Regions from separate parts of the Hordeum vulgare genome. Here region 1 is linked to region 2. A link is a contact called in public Hi-C data. All regions are on one chromosome and are shown on one strand. Each heading gives the region's core, a stretch centred on a gene start, on an enhancer-like site or on the middle of the called end of the contact. The rest is flanking DNA. Distances are from core to core; before and after follow the strand shown. Region 1 holds the start of LOC123410630 (28 kDa ribonucleoprotein, chloroplastic-like). Region 2 holds the start of LOC123407479 (cytochrome c1-2, heme protein, mitochondrial).

Region 1 (6,029 bases), core at 1,950-4,449, 460 kb after region 2:
GGATTACAGAAAATGTTTCTTGTTTTCAAATAAATACACAATTTTCGTGTTTTGAATTTTGTTCAGGAGTTTTAAAAATGGCCCCAATTCCAAAATATGTTCGCGTTCTTAATATTTTTCAGAAGTTAAAAAAATGTCCTGTTTCCAAAAACTGTTTGCATTTTTTATTTTTTTCAGTAGTTTTAGAAGATATTCATTTTTTACAACTTTGTTCGTGTTTTTAAGTTTTGTTTCGGTGTTTCAATATTTTTTCCATTTTTAATGTTGTTTGCGAGTTTAAAAAATGTTCACATTTTCATATTTTGACGGAATTTTATAAAATATTCCTAATTTCAGTTTCTCACAAATCCTAAAAAGGTTTTTTGCTTTGGAATTTATTTAGAGTTTAAAAAATATCCCTGTTTTCATTTTTTTTGTGGATTTTCAAGAAATGTTCCTTATTCTCCAATGATTAAAAAACAATGTTTTCCAAAAGTAATAATGAGTTATTTTAAAATGTTTATTTTTTTGACAGTATTCGTGTTTGAGTAGTTTGTTTCTGAAAAGTGCGAACAATTTTTGAAGAAAATGAACATTTTTCAAAACTATGAAAATTAAAAAAAATCTGTTTGTTTGAAATATTTACAACTGTAAAATTCTGAACAAATTTTAAAAGCAATAATAATTTTTTGAAACACCGAACATTTTTAGAAAATCTCGAACATTTTTTGAGTATGGAAACAAAATTTGAAAAACAAGAACATTATTTTATATTTCTAAAAATAATGAAAGAATTCTTTATTTAACATTACCTTAAATTTTGTTTACTTATTTGACACTGAATAATTTTTCTCGCTATGTCACAACGAGTCTAAATTTTATGCACTTTATGATATTTTTATCCATTTTAAACCTAAATGACATCTAACTCTTTTGCCTTCATGTCATATGTGTGTACGGGACAATAACACACACAATAATCAATGCGGGGCAGTAGCACACACAATAAAAATGACACATGCGACAGTATATACACACGCAACAACATACAACATCATACGCACAACACACACGTAACATCACACAAACGCATGCACGCTCACACGTAACCACACGAACACAACACACACACGACGCGCACACACGAACACAACACACACACGACGCGCGCACACGAACACAACACACACGACGCGCGCACACGAACACAACACACACGTAGCAGCACATGCAGCAGCACGCGCACACGCATAGAAGCAGCACACGCACATGTGCACATATGCAACACCACATACACGTAGCAACACATGTAGCACGCACGCACACACACACAGCAACGCAGCACATGCGTACGCACGCACAAACACGCAGCAACACACATGCAACATCAGGAACATACATGTGCGTGCGCACATGCACACGCAACAGCACACACACAAACAGACTGTATGAGGGATAAAATGGTCTTTTCAGGTGTCATTTGAGCTTAAAATGAATAAAAGTATTATAAAAAACATAAAATTAAGGATTGTTGTTATATAGAGAAAAAAATAATTTATCGATGTTAAATAGGGCATAAAATTTAAACATGGTTAAATAAGGAATTCTCTCAAAAATGATACCAGAACGTTTTTTGAATTTGTTTTTTAAGGAACATTTTAAAACTTTTGAAAAATATTTCATCACATGATTTGTGTTGAAAATCCCAAACACTTTTGAATTTATGAACAAATTTAAAATATGAGCAACATTTTTTTTCAAATTTCTGAACAATTTTTTAAAACATGAACATATTTTGAAAATCTAATCATTTTTCCAACAGAAAGGTATTTCTCAATTTATGAACTAAATTTGAAAAACTGAAATTCTTAAAAAATCCGCATTTAAACATTTTCTTAAAACAAAAACAAAACAAGAAAAGTACAGGAAAATGAACAGAAATAGGAAAAGGAAAATAACTTGAAAAAAAAGAAGGAATTGAAATAGAAACAGAAGAAAATAAAAAGAAACAATCGGAAATCTTAAAAACCTAGTAAAAACCCGGTTCGGGAACTTTTTAGAAGGTTTCCAAAACCGGGATCCTATAGCACTTTAAGCCTTTCGAAAATGGGCCCATGTCGTTCTCTCGTATTCTTCTATGCGCGTTTCATCGACAGTTTTCCGTACTGAGCGTTCGATAGGATATTTCGTTTGAGGGAGCCACTAGTTAGCGAATGCTCCTTCAAAAACCTCCTAGTAAGCACTCCCGCGTGTTGTCACATGACGCGTTCTTAGCCGTCGTCACATGTCATGCTCTGAGCGCTGCCTCTGAGTTTTAATTTTTATTTTTTCGCACGTGTTTACGGTTTTTTAGTTCTTTTAGTTTTTTTGGTGTTTTGGTTTTTCACCAATCTTTATTACTTTTTTGACAAAACAAATTGTAAAAAAAATGTGTTTTCTGTTTTTTTGCGAGAGACACGATTTTGTCTTTGCGAGAGGCACATCCATGGTTTTTTACGAAAAAAATGTTTTTTTGCGAGAGGCGCGGTTTGCTTCCACGAAAGGTACGGTCTTGCCTTTACGAAAGGTATGGCTGTGCCTCTCAGAAAGGAAAAAAAACGCGTTTTCTGTTTTTTTCCCGTGAAAGGCATGGTTTTGCCTGCCTCTCACAAAGGAAAAAACACCATTTTTTTGCAAGAGGCATGGTTTTTCTTTCGTGAGAGACACGGTTTTGCCTTCGTGAAAGGCATGGTCGTGCCTCTCGGAAAGAAAAACACGTGTTTACTATTATTTTTTCTATCGCCAGAGGCACGATTATTTTGGTATGCTTATTTTGGTGAAAAAAAGTTTGTTAAAATCTATCAACATGGAATCTAGTTTTGAAGATCTCGACGCGAGAAATTCAACGATGAAAACGGTTCAAGATTTGGACGCACGGTTTAGAAGATAAAACGTTTTAAAAATATGAATCTACGAAAAAAAGAAAACTTTCATGTTATTACAAGTGACACGCATGCAGTACGTCACTTGTTGCAACCTGAAAAAGGTGAAAGTAACTTTAAAAAGGAATACATACTTATTAATTAGTGATTTCGTTGGCTTGGAGTTTATCTTTTTCGTTTGTCATTTGGGGGGCAAGACCGAAAACAATCCAAAGGCTCACAAGAAAGCATGTGGGAAGCCCATCAAAGCCGACAAAAGCCCAGCGCAGCGTGTATAAAAAAGCAAATTCGGAGGACGGAGCACCTCAAGCTCAAATCCCTTCCCCTGCTCGCCTGCCCCCCCTTATCCCCTTCAGTCACCATGGCCACCTCCGCCATGACACTCGCCATGTCTGCGGCAACGGAGGCCTCGCTCTTCCACCCCGCGTTCGCCGCCCAACACAAGCTCGCCCCGGCGTCCGCCTCCCTCCCACTCATTTTCTCTCGCGCGCCGCTCCTCCGCTCCACCCGCCCCCGCGTCCCCCTTACGCCCCTCGTCACCTCCTCCGACGCCGCTGAGGCGGGCCTCGACTGGGCCGACGCGGAGGAAGCTGAAGAGACGGTGACGGAGGAGGAGCCCGTGGTGGCGGCCTCCGGTGGGGACGCGGGGTACACAGCGGAGCCGCCCGAGGAGGCCAAGGTGTACGTCGGGAACCTGCCGTATGATGTCGACAGCGAGCGGCTCGCCCAGCTCTTCGACCAGGCCGGTGTCGTCGAGGTCGCCGAGGTGAGCCTACCGCTGCAACACCTAAAGTAATAGTAGCGGGTAAAATTAATAACAGCAATGCGTAAGTACGATTTCCCCCGGTTAATACCATTTTGCTACCTGTACAAGTTTGGGACTGTGTGTGTAATCAGATGTTAATTCGAGTGGTAAGCATATCAGTGTTGGCGTGAGTTTATGTAATCAAATACAGTAATATCAGACACTAGAATTCTCAAGCATACCAGTGTTCCCGCAATAAAAAAAAACCATTTTGGTCCTACGCAAGTTTGGGACTCTGTGTAATCAGATGTTCATTTGAGTGGTAAGCATATCAGTGTTGCCGTGAGTTTGTGTAATCAAATAATATGAGACACTAGAATTCTCAAGCATATCAGTGTTCCCGCCAAAAAAAAAAAACATTTTGGTACCTGCACAAGTTTGGGACTGTGTGTAACCAGATGTTAATTTGAATGGTAAGCATATCAGTGTTGGCGTGAGTTTGCATAATAAAATAATATCAGACACTATAATTCAAATGCATATCAGTGTTTGTGTAACTGATGCAATTTTAGGGTAGCTAATCGCAGTCTCTATTTGTTGCCATCCCATCTTCATATTTTCAAGAAACGACTTATTTTATATTTCCTTGTTGGCGCGAGTCCTGTTGTTTTTTCATTCACGTTCTTCTGTTGTCTATTGTTAAACCCTATAGAAATTGCATTACTTGTATAGGCTTGAGAATTACAGTGTCTGATATTATTTGTATAAACGGGCGTGCTGTGCTGTGCTCGATTGATTTTCTTATTTTGTTGACCTTGCTTTGTTCAACTCCAGGTCATTTACAACAGAGAGTCAGGCCAGAGCCGTGGATTTGGATTTGTTACCATGAGTACTATTGAGGAAGCTGACAAAGCCATCGAGGCGTTTAACCGCTACGTTAGTGCATATCAATCTTCTCATTTCTTTTTAGTTCTTTGAATTGTTTAGAGTTCACAGATAATAGAATTTTATTTCATACTCTGACTTGAACATATGAAATTGTTTAGAGTATTTTTCATCACTTGCATGACTTCAAGTTATTTATATATGTTGCCATTACGCATGAAATTGGATGTACCTTGAGACAACTTGAACATATCACTTGATAAAAAGGGATTATTATCACCTTGACTGGCATGTATCCCTTATCTGGTGTCCTAGATCGCACATTATGTTTGATGAACAAATAAGTGCAGTAACCTGAAAAATGTACAACATGATGTATAAGTTGCATATTTTGCTGAGTAGCCGGCTGATTACCTTCTGTTTAACAGGACATCAGCGGAAGGCTTCTGAACGTAAACAGGGCAGCTCAAAGGGGCTCCCGTGTTGAGAGACCTCCTCGACAGTTTGCATCTTCTTTCAGGGCTTATGTTGGTAACCTGCCATGGCAAGCGGAAGACTCTAGGTTGGTGCAAATGTTCAGCGAGCATGGGGAAGTAGTTAATGCTACGATCGTGTATGACAGAGAAACTGGGCGTTCGCGAGGATTTGGTTTTGTAACTATGGCTTCAAAGGAGGATCTTGACAGTGCTATTTCAGCGCTTGATGGACAGGTGAGAACATCATAAGCACCACTATATCATTTTCATAAACTACATAACTACAACATGGATGCAAATAATTTCTCCAGAATCATCGACTTTCATAGTGTGTATGTCAAACATTTAAGTTCCGAACTGATGCTAATTTGTTGTTGTCATGTACTCTAGGAGATGGATGGCCGCCCACTCCGAGTGAACGTTGCAGCAGAGAGACCACAGCGAGGGTTCTGATGCGGCGCAGCGGCGGAGAGCATGGCTTGGCGTTTCTCGTGGACACATGGGAACACTGCTGAAATGTTACTGCAGAAGACTGAAGCATGTCACCACTTGAAACTCCCGCATTAGCCTCCTGATGCTGGCTCTCCTCCCATCCCATATTTTTTTCATGCTTTCGTTCGCTGCTGATGTAATCATGTTAATTTCTTGTCAATACCATGAGTTCAACTTTTCAAGTAGGCTACTGTAATGATGCCCTAGTGTTCTCATGATAATCGAAGAAGCTTTTGTTGGTAATGCTAATATGATATATGTATTCAAAGGACAGAAAGCACGCCTTTTTTACTTTTGCAGTTACGTCTGCCTTGCAACGTGACAATTTTTACAGAACCAAAGATATGTTGGGTCGCTCGAATTTACAGGGCACGTTAACATATGCCACCCCAAATTGCCATTGACAAGAGAACAACATTGCGAGAGCAGTTGCTACGAGAAAGCATGATGCGCGCTCACAGATGCTACCAGGTACAAGAGGTAGCCATTCCTCAAGACGGTACAATAGATAGTCAAACACAAAACATATGC
Region 2 (6,080 bases), core at 492-2,991:
CCAGCATGCGGCCAGGGGTACTCTGCAGCTGCCAAACCATGCTCGGCTTCATCTGCAGATGCTATCGTACCAAAACATAAAAGACCAGAAGCACCAACTCCGAGAAGAGCCAATGCTCTCAGTCCAGCAGAGGACTCTTCATGCTTTCCCCGAAATGAAGAAAGCAGAGATGAGCCCTGGAAAAAAGATCATAATGTTAGAACAATCAGTCATAGCGCATAAATAGTACTCCCTCCGTCCGCTGCTTTAGTACAAAATTTGTACTAACTTAGTACTAAATTTGCGACACTTATTTTGGGACGGAGGGAGTAGTATTAAGTATTAACTAGTTGACGGCTTGACACAACCGAAAGTCTAGCATTGAGAACTATCCATTCTACTTTACACGGAAAGGTAACCCTGCCAAACTTTTAACCCTCAACCCCCCCCCCCCCCCCCCCCCCCCAAAAAAAAATGCAGAATTTGAGCAATAACTGGTTTCTCTATCAGAAAAAACTCAGTACGGACCAAAACAGACTAAGCATGCCAAGGATTTATTTCCAGCATATGGAGCAGTCATGTCATAACTTCAGTACAACATTGTTGAGGAAATTGTTAACTGGTAGCTGCTCAGTTGGCTGGCAAGTAGGGGATTAATGGGCTAATCAGCAAGGTAATCAATTACTCGGTAACCCTACGAGTAGGGATTAATCGGCAAGTTAACTAGTTAATCGGATGAGTTCTTGAATGGGAGTACAACCATGAAAACTAATAAAACAAATAATAACAGGATTGCATACTGGGCTAGTTTTCCAACAGACTGCATACTGAAGCAAGAGTTCAGAGAAAGCACTTACAGAAGACTGGCTCTGAAAAGTTTTCTTCAGAAGCTGGTTAATGGCCCTGCCGGCAGCCATTCAGGGCTCTGCATCAAAGATTACAAGCTGTGTTATAGAAGCAAGTTGGACTGATGTGATAATCATAAAAGCAACAGACAACAGATTCAAACTTGCTAGCGATAAATTGAATAACTGTCATTGCATTTACATTATCCAAGCCATCATATTGGAGAGGACTGGGAGAAAATCGTGGTACAAGCCCAATAATCACAAGGATATGTTGCAAAATGTTTATTATTTTCACAACGTCAAGCCCAAATCTTGAACACAAAATCAGGGCAGTTACCTCACATTAGAAACTAACAAAACTCAACAGATATTAGACCAGACACCAGACCAGGTTTGGCAGTAAAGTATGATGATCTCCACACGGAATGAAAAAAAATAAGAGACAAGACTGTAACGACCCTAAATGGCTCAGATTCACCGAAGTGTGGCGGGTGGAAATTCCATATCTACAGTTCGCAGGAACAACGAACCTAAATGGATCTAAGCCGAGACGCGCGATTGCTAACGGTACGACCACGGTGCGACGGCGCAAATGTATCAGATTCGCAGAAGAAACGTCGCGATCTATCTACGCGCTCGATTACCACTCACCTCCGAGACCTTGACCGGATCGCCCGTGCGCAACCACGCGACGACCGGAGCAGATCACAAGATCGGGTAATATATTGTTGAAACGGGAGGGAACGGGTAGAAAAGCAGTGAAGGGCGTAGCACAGTTACCGATTGGGAGCGGACTTGGCACGGCGAGGCGGGGCTCCGACGAGCGGCGGCGCGGGAGGTGGGGAGCGGGTGGGAGGGAGGTGGATGGAGGCGCAGGCTTTGTGGCGATGTGAGGGACGCGTTGAGAGTGAGGAGGCTTTGGGGGCGTCACGCTGACACGTGGGCCCCTTGCCCCGAGGATCTCGTATGGCCATCTAGGCGGGCCGTGCCGTGCCGGCCCAAAGTCCTGAGATCGCGGATCGGTCTGGCACGTGAAGCAAAACGCTAAATTAGACCCCGTTTGATCATCGTTTTCATTTTCGGCCCGTAGAACATTTCCATCGGATGGGCTTGCTGCACATGTTTGGTTTGTTGTATTTAGGCATGTCAAATTTACATTCTTTTTTAAAGAAAGGCGAGTGATACGTGGACCGGCCGAAAACCTAGCCGGTCACATGTGAGCCCTCCGATTTGGATTCCTGCAGCCGTCGAATTGTCGGATACCTTCTTTCCAAATCATCTCCTTCTCTGACTTGGTCAACGGAGCAGTTCGTGCTCTCCAACCATCACGTGCGCGCTCCCGCGCAAGAGCAGCACTTCCCCGCTTCCCTCTCCGCATCACCGCTGGCTGCACCTCCTGTATCATAGCACTCCACATGGCTTGAGGGTGTCGATCGTTGCCACTGGTCGCACCTCATATTGTAGCAACACCATTCAGCCCCATCTCCTCCTCCCAGTGCTCCCTCATGGCGTCGACCGAGAGCAAGGCGCAGCTTCTCTCGTCACCGGTTTCAGCATGTGGAGCTCGCGGTCATAGCTTCCGGATCCACCGTTGCAACTTTTCATGATTTTCCATGAATGAATGAATGAAGCCACTGGTCATTGACATGAATGGTTGCAGCAATTTCCTTTGTCGATTGTAGCAAAATCGGACGAATGTTGCAATAAAATTGTCGCCGCCCGCCGTCATTGTTCGCATTATCAACATGAATGGTTGTAGCAATTCTCATCACTTGTCGTAGCAAAATCCGATGAAGGTTGAAGAAAAATCATTGTTGTCGCCGTTGCGGGACGCATCATCAATGTGAATAGTTGTAGCAATTCTCATCTCCAGTCGTAACAAAAGTCGACAAAGGTTGAAGCAAAATCGTCATTATCATCATCGCTCGTCCTAGATCGTGACATCGACATGAATGGTTGTAGCAATTCCCATCGTCGGTTGTACCAAAGACTAACGAGGGTTGAACAAAAAATATCTTTGTCGCTATCGACATGAATGGTTGCAACAATTTTCATCGTCAATCATATCAAAGGGTGATGATGGTTGCAGCACCAGGACTCACAATTTGTAGCTTTGCTTGTGGATGATGAGGGAGCAAGGGGTGACTTGGTTGGGCAGTGATCTGCGCCGGTGCGCCGGCCCAAACACTCGGTCGGTCGCCCACGGGCCTGTAATGCCCCAAGAGTGTAACTTGCCTTTATTGGAACATTCTCTATGTGGGTCCAACTTGTCATTGATATGAGAGCTTATGCATGTGTTATTTCATGTGTCACCTTGCTTTGTTTTCCTTTGCATGCATGCATCCATTCCATTCATCCATGTCTTGTGTTTGTTGCTTTGTGATTCCATGTGAGGTGGTGGTGTGATGTTGGATGTGTGAAATGATGTGGATGTAGTTTGATAGTAGGGAGTGCTTGTGGTTTGCAATAGGATTCAAAACAACTCCCTCTCTATTTATCTCTAGGTCAAGATTCTTTTGCTCCACCCCTGTTTCAAAAGTGTCCATGTTTTAGTACGTTTTGTGGTGATTGTGGAGATATGTATTTGTTGTTTTGAACTTTGATTAAGAGGTGCAAGATATTCACAAAACAGTGGATTAAATACTGTTTTGTAAATATTTATAGACTCCAAAAATCCCTTTTACATTTTATTCAAGTAGCTCATAAATCCTTATGACCGGGATTATTTTTTGCTTTATTTTTAGCATCTCAATTTAGCCTGTGCTTTTATTTTAGTTGCTGGTGTGATTTAAATAGAAAACCCCACGGGTTTTCTCTTTTATCAAGCGCAGCATGGGCCTCCTCTCTTTCTCTCCCGAGGCCCAGCACTCCTCTCTTTTCCTTTCGGCAGCCCACCTAGCGCTCCTTCTCCTTTCTTCACACGGCGTCTACCCCGTGCGCTTGCTTTCCGTCAGACTGCAGTGAGAGAGCGAGCACGCCGTGAGGCTCACGGACGTCGAGGCCATCATATAATCCTTGATGTGTGTGCCCCTTGGCCTAGGGTTCCGCGTCCCCCCATCTAGCGCTGCCACACCTCCCTCCATCTCTCCTTCCTCCCTAGGTAAGTTGTTGTAGATCCGGTAGCAGAGAGGGTGCAATAGCACGTCGCCGTCGTCATCCGTGCATCCGTCGCCTCCGGCGCCGGCCACCATGTCCGGGAGCTCGGGGAGAGCCCCCGCACTCCATTCCCGTCCTCGGTGAGGCCAGGGAGCGACCACACCGACGGTCAGCTCCATGTCGATGGCGTTTTCCCGGCGGCTTGTTCCCCCATGCTTTGGTTCGGCATCCAGACTTCATCAGGCTTCTTTAGATCTTCTCCAAGCTTCTCCCTCCGATCGGATCGACCCCTTCTCCTTCCCCCAGGGTGAGTCGTGCTCCTTCCTTCCTTCCCCCTCTGGAGATGCGCCTATCTGCTCGCTGATCGATGACGTGCTTCTCGGTCCAGAGACGAGATCAGTCGGTCCAGTTCATGTGATGTGTGTAGGTGCTCTGCTCGTCCCGTTCATCAGGGCAACGTCGTCCCACGCAGCGTTGTAGTAGCGTTAGATGACCCACTGGCGCAGTAGTAGCATTAGGAGGCCGCTCCGGTGAGCGACACCGCCGCATCTCTGTATAGCAGAGCAGGGCGTCCGATGAGTGTGTGTGTTACCTAGTATAACACCTCTGTTCTGTCGAGATCCGTAGTGTAGCGTAGTGGTTGCAGTGTGGTGCGTTGGTTAGTCAATCGTGGGTTTCAGTCCCACTGTTGCCACCCCCCTTTTTTATATTTATTTCGCACAGTAGCATAAGCAACAGCAGAGACACTTTAACCTGTTTCACCTCCATGTTTTGTCGAGCACATGAACAGTAGCAGAGTGGTGGCTTGTGTGTTGGTGAACCACGAGATCCAGGGCTTGAATCCCTCTCGTGTTCCTTTTAATTTTTTGTTGCTTTTCTTCTCTGTTTTGCTATGTTTGCTTGGATAGTTGCTGATGCTTGGTCACCATATGGGGATTTTATTTCTCCTTACAAGCAGCATGTTGTCTATGGTTTTTTATTGCTAGCATGATAGAAATGCATGGTAGGCTTGAGGCATATGTGTTATATGAGATAGGTGCTATGTATGTTGTGTGTGTGTTAGAATGTGGATGTGGATGCACTAGGATGTATGTGAAGTTGGATATCACCATGTATTTGTGGGGTGCTACTTATGTGCTTGCGTGATGAACTCAAGCACTAGCTTGTGTGTAGCGACCCGACTCAAAACGAGTCAAGCCTCCGTGTATCTGTGCCATCCCTGGATCAGTATGCTGGCACACACAGTACATCAATGTATATATCAAAGTGCAATCACATGTAAATAGCATAAAATTGATATATACCTTAAATATCTCAGCGGAAACAGTCAAGGGAGTGGAGTCCCAAATAACACCAACGGCAGGTTGAGTGCGGACCGTAACCCTGAATCGTACTCTTACTCGTCGAGGAAAATATCTGCAACATAAGACGTTGCAGCCGTGTAGGTCAGCATATTGAATATGCTGGCAAGCCACCAAAGAGAGGGGGTAAAATATTAATCATCTATTCTATATGCATATATGGCCGGTGGGGCTGTAAGGTTTAGCGTAAAGCAAATTTTCTCCTACGACAAGAGAGGGGCTAAAAGCAAAAAATTACTACGTAGTTGGTTGTTAATGAGATGGTTCCGCCAACCAGTTCTCATACCCAAGTTATCAATATTACCCACATCAAATATATATAATGGTGTTGAGAATTCCAGATAACTTCAGTTCCTTTGGCTCAAGTTGTCCATGACCGTGGACACGGCTAATCGATTAGGTTGGGCACTCTGCACAGTTTTGCACACGTTCCCCACAAGATTTGATCGCCTCCGAGTATGTCCTCGCACTTCAGGGTGTTTGAAGACCGGATGATAAAAACATGGTCTTTCAACGGGTCCCTCTGAATCCCTGTCGGTGCCCATCCGTTCCTACCGTTCTTCTACATCTGCTAGCACCGCCTGTCCGGAGTCGCCTCATTGTCCAACCAAGCTAGAGCCCATAATGACTTGTGGCTGTGCAGGTAAGCCTTGGGGCTTGAAGCCTCCGTCCGTCTCTTCGAGCCTGGATGAAGCTTTCCGCAAGATGTCATGGCCGTCTCCAGCATCCCGGGTCATCCACTGGTTTCTCCAAGGAGCCGATCAACCGTCCTTCACCCAGAGTTGCATTGCATCAC

What was found. Hi-C and Micro-C count contacts between places; a contact is called where the count stands out from the background.
Region 1: a Hi-C map of leaf shows a contact between it and region 2, with 4 times the contacts expected there. The contact joins the promoter of LOC123410630 here to the promoter of LOC123407479 in region 2. A contact is called at or near these places in 2 of 6 Hi-C or Micro-C datasets (leaf and seedling).

The regions. Positions count from the first base shown.
Region 1 is chr7H:248,783,644-248,789,672 of MorexV3_pseudomolecules_assembly, forward strand. It overlaps LOC123410630 (28 kDa ribonucleoprotein, chloroplastic-like), which reads left to right and starts at 3,200. Exons shown (of 4, transcript XM_045103574.1): 1 at 3,200-3,666; 2 at 4,480-4,581; 3 at 4,959-5,240; 4 at 5,397-5,747. The coding sequence starts at 3,262. The coding sequence ends at 5,459. LOC123410629 (protein-L-isoaspartate O-methyltransferase-like) reads right to left here. Exons shown (of 4, transcript XM_045103571.1): 4 at 6,008-6,029.
Region 2 is chr7H:248,327,383-248,333,462 of MorexV3_pseudomolecules_assembly, forward strand. It overlaps LOC123407479 (cytochrome c1-2, heme protein, mitochondrial), which reads right to left and starts at 1,742. Exons shown (of 8, transcript XM_045100615.1): 1 at 1,608-1,742; 2 at 837-904; 3 at 1-176. The coding sequence starts at 896.